Regions from separate parts of the Astyanax mexicanus genome. Here region 1 is linked to region 2. Evidence: chromatin contacts called from public Hi-C data. All regions are on one chromosome and are shown on one strand. Each heading gives the region's core, a stretch centred on a gene start, on an enhancer-like site or on the middle of the called end of the contact. The rest is flanking DNA. Distances are from core to core; before and after follow the strand shown. Region 1 holds the start of nr1d4a (nuclear receptor subfamily 1, group D, member 4a). Region 2 overlaps rarga (retinoic acid receptor gamma a).

What was found. Hi-C and Micro-C count contacts between places; a contact is called where the count stands out from the background.
Region 1: a contact with region 2 is called in a Hi-C map of muscle, with 14 times the contacts expected there. The contact joins the promoter of nr1d4a here to the enhancer-like site in region 2. A contact is called at or near these places in 2 of 3 Hi-C or Micro-C datasets (both in muscle).

What each region holds. Positions count from the first base shown.
Region 1 is chr13:1,330,401-1,335,594 of AstMex3_surface, reverse strand. It overlaps nr1d4a (nuclear receptor subfamily 1, group D, member 4a), which reads right to left and starts at 3,027. Exons shown (of 8, transcript XM_022677081.2): 1 at 2,455-3,027. The coding sequence starts at 2,470.
Region 2 is chr13:1,223,702-1,229,315 of AstMex3_surface, reverse strand. It overlaps rarga (retinoic acid receptor gamma a), which reads left to right. Exons shown (of 9, transcript XM_022677083.2): 5 at 3,136-3,299; 6 at 4,839-5,015. Among protein-coding and RNA genes, the nearest start is that of calcoco1a, 45 kb to the right of the region's middle. Within about 2 kb of position 3,200, the one cell type or tissue checked has an H3K27ac peak away from gene starts, as active enhancers do.

The DNA of each region.
Region 1 (5,194 bases), core at 1,778-4,277, 110 kb before region 2:
AACACAACAACTACAAACTGCTATTTATATGATATAATATTAATGCATTTGTGAGAAAAGCTTGGTTTTAGTATCTCTTTAGTATCTCAATTTAAACTCATTGCCCCATTACTTTTACTTATTTTATATTTTTTTACTTTTTATGGTATTTTTTCCTTATTTGTTTCCTATTTTATTTCTTATTATTTTTTATTTATTATGAAATGTTTTTATAATTTTATTGAATGCATTCAGCTCCTTTAATCTGCACCCATTGCTGATACAGATGTGCAAATGCTTATACTGGTTATAGACTATATGACTTTGGGCTGAGTATTTTCTGTTGGACCTGGCAACCCTGCCTCCAGCACTCCCTTAACACTCCAACTCCATCTGTTTGTGTATCATTAGAGCACCTGCGTGACCCCTTTTCTTTCCGGCCTGTGTGCATTATTATCTGTGATTACTGTAGCTGGTGGAAAAAAACGGGGCGTGTGATGTATAGCGTGCCACATATTAGTCGCACATGTGCAAAGCAGGATTTCCGCCGAGTCCAAGGAGTCGAAAGGGCGCGAGCGCGCACGAGACAGTGCTCTCGCATCACCTGTCCAGGAACGTGACTGACTTCAGCCTTTGGACGTGAATCACCCCCACGCAATTAAAGGGCAAAGAAGTGGACTAATGCGACTAATGCTGCTGCGAGGCCCGCGTGGCCTGGGGACAACCTTAGGGGGACAAGCACTGTCTCACTGTCCCACGGAGTCCCATTGAGTCTCATTGTGTCAAATTGAGTCCCATTGATCCTAGACGTCTTGAGCATGATATGATGCTCTGTGTGTCATGCATACATCACTATGTTGCACAAATCGTCTACAAAACATCTATATAACTATATTATTGTCTTTTACTCCTCAAGCCTGCAGGAGGCGCTTCAAAACACACTTCACTTCCTTTTACACTGACTGTTGGAGCCGCAGAGACGCGTTATGAGGTGTGATTGAGATAAGCGCGCTCGTGCCCATAGCTCACAGCACTCCTTCAGACTGTAGATGCATTAGCTATGAGCAAACGACTGCAGATACAGATACGACAATCCAGCGCGCGGCAACGCAGATGCTTGACATAGTTCTTCTAGCATGCATGTGCATGCATCCTGCAGCCAGCGTGCACTTCTAACCATGCAACATATTCTATAAGATATATACTACATATACTATATAGAGTTCAGCAGACCTCAGCAAACATGACAGTGCAGTAATGCAGTAATGTACTGTAAATCCAGAAATTTTCTTAGTCAACGATCTTCAAATAGTGATTCATGCTCAATTATACATGTATATATAAACAGCATATAAACTATTGATATAAATCTGTGGCATCAGTATCAGTATTAGCATCACTGTTATTAAAGTAAATTGCAGCATTAGTTTTTGCACTACCAACAGTAATAAGAGTATTTCTTAATGTTTTTTTTATCATTATCATAGTATCAGCATCATCCTCACGTAATGGTTAATTACTATTAATAGTTGCAATAGCATAGTTAAATTAGCAAAATGTTTACATCCTTGGATTTAACCCTAGTGGTAATAACAGTATTAAAATCAGCACTAACATAACCATGAGCATCATTATTAGTGATAACAGAAATATTAGGAATATTAGCATCATTATTATTTTTATTATTAGTGGTAATGGCAGTATTAGTATCAGTAAGAGCACCATCACTATTATCATTTATTTATTTTTTTACATTGTTAGTATAGTAAAATATTAACAACATTGTACCTATTACTAGTGGTAATATCAATGTTAGTATATTAGGGTTATATCATCATTAGTAGTATTATTATAAGTGCTAGTATTAGTTATAATCATTATTATGCTCATTTTTTGTCTTACTACCAGCAATAGCTTTGAAATAGTACTACTATGAATATATTCATATTTTTACTATAGATCACCATCATCATTATCAGTCCATTATTATGTATTATTATTATTATTTACAAACAAATATATAAACAAGCAAACAAGCAAATAAACATGCAGCGTTTGCAGGCAGCAAAATATTCTCTTATCTAATGAAATGGAAATGTTGATCTTTGACTTCACATTTGATTCATTTGTGCAACATTATGGTTTTATATGTTTGTTTTATCTTAAACTTTACTTACATGAATGATAAGTATAATATTTAGTTTGTACTTTTGCATTGTGATAAAGAACATTTAAATAGCAATAATGCTTAATTTTATTATAATGATTGTTAGTGTTGGTGCATCTTCCACCTAAACATGCAAATTCTTTCATTTAATAAACTTTGATCTAATGTCAGAATTTCAACACTAAACTATAATTTAATGCTGAATAAGTGTTGTTTAAAGGTTGTCTTTGCATTCATCATCAACATTAAATGGTAACGCAATGTAATGCAAGCAAAACTGCAACGTTTAATCAACGTTCTTTGCTTACCTGGGCTGTTGTCCATCCTTGATATGTTTCTCTCGCGCTTGAAGTGAATTGAGTGAATTCAGTCTTCAGTAACTTTTGTTTTTGAAGTCTTAAGTCAGGTGAGCCTCAGATTCTTGGACTCAGAACCGGAAAGCCGGTGAGTAGAGCGCGCACGAGCGGGACGGAGCGAGCTCAGGGCACGAGGCAAGTGTGCCACTCGCTCAGTTTGGGAAAACGAGCCCCCGAGAAAAAAAATATACACCGTCAGGAGCGCGTGTCCACGTTCCCAGGTACGCGCGCCGGGCTTCTTCTGTTCCTCTGCTGTTCTGTTCTTCTTCTGTTCAGCTCTCAGCTACCTGTGCTCGTGCGCCGGTTATGAGCATCTCTGGAGCTGAAGTGTCAAAACTCGAGCTACACACCTTGCTGCGTGTACACACCCCTCCACATACACACACACACACGCACGCACACACACGCTGCACGCTCGCTCGCTCGCGCACGCCTCACGTTTTCAGGTGACTGGGAAATGTGACTGACTTGTTTGTGTTTTGTTTTGTTGTGTTTGAGAGGGACCCACTTTAAAACGGGGGAGGGAGGGTGTGTGTGTGTGTGGGGGGGGGGGGGGGTGTAATCTCGCGCACTCCTCACTCACTTACTCACTCCTTGACTCTTCCTCGTGCGGCTCTCTCTCTCTCATTGGAGCGCGTGCGCCGCTGAGCCCCGTAAAGCCCACCGCGTGCATGTGCGCGCTGCATGTGCCGGCCGCATCCCTGCCCTACTGACACACATTTTATGCAAAACAGGGCGCGTGCGGCAAGCTGAGAGAATGGAGGCAGGGGGCGTGCACGTGGACTGTGGGCGGGGCTCACCGTGACTGCCGCTGCTGTTATTGAGCGCGTCGGCGCGATATTTAAAATACTGATAATAATAATAATATAAAAACATCAACATGTACAGAGTCATCTGAGGTTTTATTCAGCGCGCGTGCGCGTCCAGGACAAATTTCCAGTAACAATAACAATCCAGTATGCGTGAAGGAAAGTGTTCTGTATTTTTCCCAGCTGGAACATCACCGACCTTCAGTGTTTTATTCCGTTTAGAATAGTGTGATTTGTATTTTAACAAACCTAAAATAATAAAAAAAGGTTTTGTAAAAAAAAAAAAAAAGCACTTAATGCAAATAAATGTTTTAATTTTTTTTTTAACTCGGAAACAACGTTGACGTGTCTTTAAAATATGATCTTATTTTAAATATTAGTATTTGGATTTTATTATACTATCATACTCTATTTAATGAGTCAGATCAGTCTCAATAAATGAATCAGATTAATAACAGAAAAAAATACGAGATTAATTGCTACTAATCACACCTTTTCTTCTTCTTAAAACAAAGCTTATTCAATAATTATTAAAACATTTACAATGTTTTATTACTTCCCTGTATTTTTGGGAAGGGGCAATATTAGTAGTAAAAGTGAAGTGTAGTCTGCTTAGCAGACTATATATCATAATATCCCATAATATATGGGAAGATTTGATTCTTTTTGAATGAAAATATTTGAATGTTCTGACTTAAGGAACTTTATTATTGATTATTGATTATTCCCTCTGTGTTTAAGAAAGAGAAAAGTCCACAGAACCGTGTCTCAAACAGAGGAATGGAGTCCTCTAGTGGTTACACGCTGCAGTTGGGAGGGAGTTTCATCTATTTCCCAATAATTACTCCAAACAGCTGAATAAATATTAAATAAAACTAAGCACATATTTATATCAGCAATATATATATATAGCAATAACTAAAAACAATAAGATAAGAATAAAAGTAAAATAAAAAATAACTAAAAATTAAATATGACCAAAAATAAATCAACTATAACAGTGGCAGGTTGTCTGGCTTTGTGTTTTATCCGGATTCTACATGCAGCCCAACAAACATTTACACTGATTATTCCTGGATACAAAGCTTTATGGTATGTGAGCATGGTCATAAAGTGACACTTCCTGTTATTTGCAGTCTATCGTTCATGCGCCATATCATTTCCTTAATGATGACATCACAGGAACTGTGTGACAGGGTTGAACAAAAAAGCTGGTGGACGTGTGTTACAACTGCTATATTCTATCATAATAATGCATCTATTGAGATGTATCTGCTTACATATTTATATAGTTACTTAAAATAGATGGATGATAAATGACAGAAAGAATTAATGATTAGTGATTGAAATGTTAAAATGAATTGTTACAAGCATTATTATTATTATTATTATTATTATTATTATTATTATTATTATTATTATTATTATTATTATTATTATTATTATTATTATTGTTGTTGTTGTTGCTCCGAGGCGCCCCCTGTGGGTCTGTACCATTAAGTGCAGCAACTGTGACCTAACATTACCCCTGCTGGAAATCCCTGCGATAAACACTGATACGCTATTTAAGAATCTCGCTTAAAACGTTTTAAAACACGTTGAAGCTAATTTGTATGAAGCTAATAATATTTGAGTATTGAATAAATACCTATTTTTACTTATTTACATAATTATCCTATGTTTAGATTATGGAGAGTCTCTCTAAACGTTGTTTTAGGTAAAGTTAATTAGATTAAATTACTTTTACACATCAATAATAATTTCATATTACATCCCAAAAAACAGATATCAGGTCGACTTTATACATTTATTTTACCTGAAGTTTTAAGCCTGATTTATTTTCTCTGTAATTCCTAAAAGTGTCGGTAGAGGCCGCCACATCT
Region 2 (5,614 bases), core at 1,951-4,450:
TATTATTAATAAAACTCAGGCACGGCTCCCAACGCTGCAGCTATTTACCTGTGTTACATTATTTTAAACGCAGGTCCTTCTGAACAGGAGCTTCAGAAAAAACGCCTTTCATTCTGCAGAGTTTAAAAGGTTGAAAGTTGCTCCAGAATGAACAGCTGTATTGATTTATGAGTGTTTGGTACCTGAAGTGAACCTCAGAAACACACGTTTGTCGATTGTGTATATAAAACTAAAATAATAAAAGTAAAATAAAGCTGTAAAAAACAGGCCATTTCCAAAACCTCCAAACTGTTACATCACAGTCTTGACACAACAGTCAACAGTTGCATACTTACTATAGTGCCTTTCAAAAAAGTTAGAATATCATTGAAAAGATGCAGAGCTTTCAGACCTCAAATAATGCAAAAAAAATAAAATAAAATAGTTCATTTCGTCACTGTCCAATGAAAAACACTTATCTTCATTTTTGTCGATTTTTAGTTTACTACATAATTTGAACAGACAAACTGTCCCTTACACTCTGCCAAAATCTCTTGATGAATGGACCAATAGAAACTCTTCAAAATGACCTGAAATATACTCTTTTTACATTGACTTCCATTGAAAGTTTACAAGTTTTTTTCTCTCTCCTGTAAAGTTGCTGTTTTAGAGATAATTGTTTTTCATTGGACAGCGACGATATTCATAAAGTTTTAAGAGTTCAGAAATAATCAATATTTGGTGGAATAACCCTGGTTGGTTTTTAATCACAGTTTTTTTCATGCATCTTGGCATCATGTTCTCCTCCACCAGTCTTACACACTGCTTTTGGATAACTTTATGCTGCTTTACTCCTGGTGCAAAAATTCAAGCAGTTCAGTTTGGTGGTTTGATGGCTTGTGATCATCCATCTTCCTCTTGATTATATTCCAGAGGCTTTCAAATCGGTAAAATCAAAGAAACTCATTGTTTTTAGATGGTCTCTTATTTTTTTCCACCTCCCAAAAAGCAACACATTAATCATTTATGCATCAGGGAACCACTTATATACTTAATAATTATATTCCTTGTCTCTTATTGAACAGATACTTTGTTGACTTTGAGATTTGTTTGTACTCTTTCTTGTTGGGTTTTGAATGTAATTTGTCCACGTACTACAAAAATAACTAATCTGTGAGTGCATGATAAAGAGCATAGATCAATTTCAGGGTTAATTCAGTATATCAGTGACCTTTTATTTCAGTATGTCCGTATTTTACACACAATGGAAGCTGGAGGAATCATGGGAAAGTCAACAGAGTCACTGGTTTTCACTTCATAAACGAGTCCCTCCCCGCTTTCCATCAATCCGTCAGCAGTGCGGGTGATGTGTGTGGTAGCCCTTCCTAACGCCTCTTTATGACCCTGGCATTAACAGATTTGTGTCACGCCGAAGACAATAGTGCCAGTAGTGTAAAGGCTGCGTGCGAGAGCGTGTGTTTGTTCACTTGCCAGGGTCTCGGCGGTGATCTCAGCGGGAGAGTGGCACGCTGGTCCTGTATGTGTCCGCGGGGACATGTATGTGTGTGTTTATATGTGCGGGATGTGTGTAGAGTCCGGGATCACATTGTGCCTCTGCTATTACTGGATATCCTGAGAGGAAGGAAAGAAAGGGAGGGAGGAGAGGAGTAGGAGGGGTGGTAGAGAAAGAAAGAGAGAGAGAGAGAGAGAGACCTGGCAGTGTGGAGATATATATATAACTCCGAGGAGTTATATATTCTGACGTATATATTCTGGCGGGCTGTATACATATATATATATATATATTCTCAGAGCTGTTGACACCTATGCTGCCAGTTCAGGCTCTGGGTTTCTATACCCAGATCCTTCATCAGCTTTTAAAAGTAATTAAAATTAAATTATTCGTATTTCATATTTTTCACACTATAAGGTGTACCTAAAATACTTAAATTTTCCAAAAAATTGTCAGAGCTCCTTATAATTTGGTGCTCCTTATGTATGAATTTTATCAGTCAGGTAAAATTAAGGAGCAGTAAAGTCACTCTGAACACTAAAGTACAGAGTTATACGGGTGAGGAGTCTTCAGTAAAGTTTCTCCAGCACTAATGCCGGGAGCAGCAGTATTAGCATTAGCATTAGCGGCTAACTGCAGCACTAGCTCTTTCGCCATTCAGAGGCAAGTATATTGGACTGTAGTCCAATTTTTTTATATGGTAAAACAAGCTACGTCAGGCAAACCGCTAGCTAATTGTGCCTTGGGTTTCCTCAGTGTAACGCTTTCTGGCGGCTTTTACTAGCACTACTTTTATAATTTAGCTTAATCAAAGAAAATGTGACATTCTAGGGACCAATTAATGGATTCTTTCTACTGGTTCTACTGGTCTATGTTACACAGTTTCAGAAAACATATACGCAAAAGCTTCATGCAACTTTACACAGTGCGAATTGCTGTAAAATAAGCTTTTTTGTTGTCTAATTTTATCCCATTTATCCCATTTTAAACCCGATTTACAAGGCCAATTACCAGGGAATGCCTTAATACCAGGAGGCTGAAGACTAGCACACGCCTCCTCCGACACATGTGAAGTCAGGCTCCGCCTCTTTTTAGAAAAACTGTTGCTGATGCTGTAGCATTACGAGTAGCATTGCTAAAAGCGGTAACACTCGGATTAAAAGCGCAGCGACTCGGTTCTGATACATCAGCACACAGACGCAGCCTTGTGCTAAGGCCAATTGTGCTCTCTCAGGGCTTTGGTTGCTGATGGCAAGCTGCATGACTAGGATTCTAACCAGCGATCTCTCTCAATCATAGTTGCTTTAGGCTTTATTCTGCTGGACCACTACAGGATAAGCTTTTACTGTTAGCCACGTTAGCTTTTTAGCTCCAGATTAGAACTGCAGTAAACCGTTGAGACAGAGCGTGTCTTGGCTGACCGTCTGCTCTTGAGGTAAGGGAAAATCCTGAGCGTTAGATTCTTAGATTTTCAGCCAAACCATCACTTCAGAGCCGAGCAGCATCAGGACATTTCTCTGGCTGCACGTTTAGCGGAGAGACACCAGAGAGCACTTCCAGCCGCTAAGATCACAGCTTGGCGGAGGAACGGCGGTCCTGATTCATGGCGGAGGTTTTGACATGTCTGTCCGTATGACCCTCAGCTGTGCGGAACGACCGCAACAAGAAGAAGAAGGACGTGAAGGAGGAGATGGTGCCGGTGGAGAGCTACGAGCTGAGCGGAGAGCTGGAGGAGCTGGTGAACAAAGTGAGCAAAGCGCACCAGGAGACCTGCCCCTCGCTGTGCCAGCTGGGAAAATACACCACAGTGAGTTAAAGCCTACAGCAAACAGACACATCTGCACTCTTATATACTGATAATACCCGTCAAAAATCTGGACACACCTTCTTACTCAGTGTTTTACCTTATTTCTTATTGTAGACTAATATTAAAGACGTGAAAATGAAAATTAAGTGAACGGATAAGGTACACAAATATAATTACGTAGTAAACAGTGAAAATCTAAACCTGATGAACTGAGATGGTGATTTTAGAAGAAGATTTGAGATGAGCTGGAGCTTCACATAAATTTGAAGCTAAACTTAGGATAAATCTGGTTTTATTCTGGTTTCGTTTAACATGTTTTCTTTACTAAATAATTCAGCATGTGTTTCTCTATAGCTATATTTATATTTATATATTTTTATATCAGTATTATAAGAAGAGGTGTGTCCAAACTTTTGACTGGTACTGAATACAAATACAATATAAGGATTATTATGAAAATACTGTGCATTTTGGCCCTCAGAATGTTAAAATATTTTATTTTATTGACTATATATTATGACATATTTACAAGAGAAATGTGAAGCTAAACTTAGTATAAAAGTGGTTTTATTCTGGTTAGTTTAACACTTTTAGTAGTTCTGCATGTGTTCCTGTAGCTTTATTATTATAGTCTTCAATATAATATATAAAAAAAAAACATAAAAAAAACACATTGAATGAGAGAAAAGAGGTGTGTCCAAACTTTTGACTGGTATGGCATACAAATCTACTATACAAAAGGGTTATTATGAAAATACTGTGCCTTCTGGAACCCAAAATGTTGTAATTTTTCATTCTATTGACTATATATCATATTATATATCATGAGTTATCATGTCATATTTATAAGACTATACAGAAATTATATATTTTTTCAGCTTAATTACTATTATATGCAGTATTTTTATTAGTAGTACTTCATGTTCACCCTGTCATGGGAAGCTACTGGACACAGACAGGGTGAAAAATTACAGGAATCTAGTGAAAATAATTGGAAAATAAGCTAAAATTGGCATTTAATGAAAACATAGTTGCACAATATGTGAGTTTCAGATGAAATATCAGTGTTAAAGAAACATTTTAATTGTCTAAAATCATTGTAATTAACTTGATATTTTTACCTATGAGAAATATTAGTGTTACACAGTGTTACATAGTGTTTATATGAAATTAAAAAAACCTGAATAAAATATTCACCCATATAGTATTTCTTCACGTTTCCTTCCTAATAGAATATATATATATATGTTCCAGTAGAAAAGATAAATGAGTGTCATCCCCTCTTTAATTCAGCCTGAATAATCCTGCGTTTGTAGTTCGGGGAGATAAGGATTATAGCTTTGTTCCTACAGTAATATTAGCTCTTCATAAGCTCTATATTTAGCCGCCCTTATCTTGGACCTAATTTAAACTCTATTAAATTTATGGGACGTGAATACGAATGCGTCTCCTGAGGTTTAGAACATGCCTCACTCTCCTCTTCCTCCTCCTCCTCCTCCTCCCTCTCTCTCTCTCTCTCTCTCTCTCTCTCTCTCTCAGAACTCCAGCTCGGATCACCGTGTGCAGCTGGATCTGGGATTGTGGGATAAGTTCAGTGAGCTCTCCACAAAGTGCATCATCAAAATCGTAGAGTTCGCCAAGCGTCTCCCCGGATTCACCACCCTCACCATCGCCGACCAGATCACCCTCCTCAAATCCGCCTGCCTCGACATCCTGGTAACTTTCACTATATTATTATTGTTTAACTTTAATAGCTTTTACCTAATGACATATCTTTAATAAATAAAATATACGGTAACACTTTAAAATAAGGCTCCTTTTTAAAGGGTTTATAAAAAGTTTATAAAGGAGTTCATGAATGGTTATAAGTTGTAAATACTTTAAAAACATTAATAAGCTCTTACAACACATAAATTGGAAGTGACAAACAGTGACAATGACTTTTTTTTAACATATCTAATAAAATAATATAAAAAAGTCAGTTTACTCATTTAATATGTTATTATTATAGTTAAATAAATAAATGTATTAACAGAAATGTTAATTCTGACTGATGTTTCTGATCTGAGGTTTAACCATAAAAAAATGAGGAGTGGAATCACTATTATCACTATTTGATACACGACAGGCCACCGTTTCCCTTCCTATTTATGTGTTGTTACAGCTTATTAATGGTTTATAACCTAATTAATAACCTAATCACTAATCTTCTTTCTAAACTAATTAAAAAATCTTTTTAAAGCCTAAATTGTCATATTTTAACACATTCTCCAATTCCACATATTAACAAAAAAAAAACTATAATGTGCTTTATT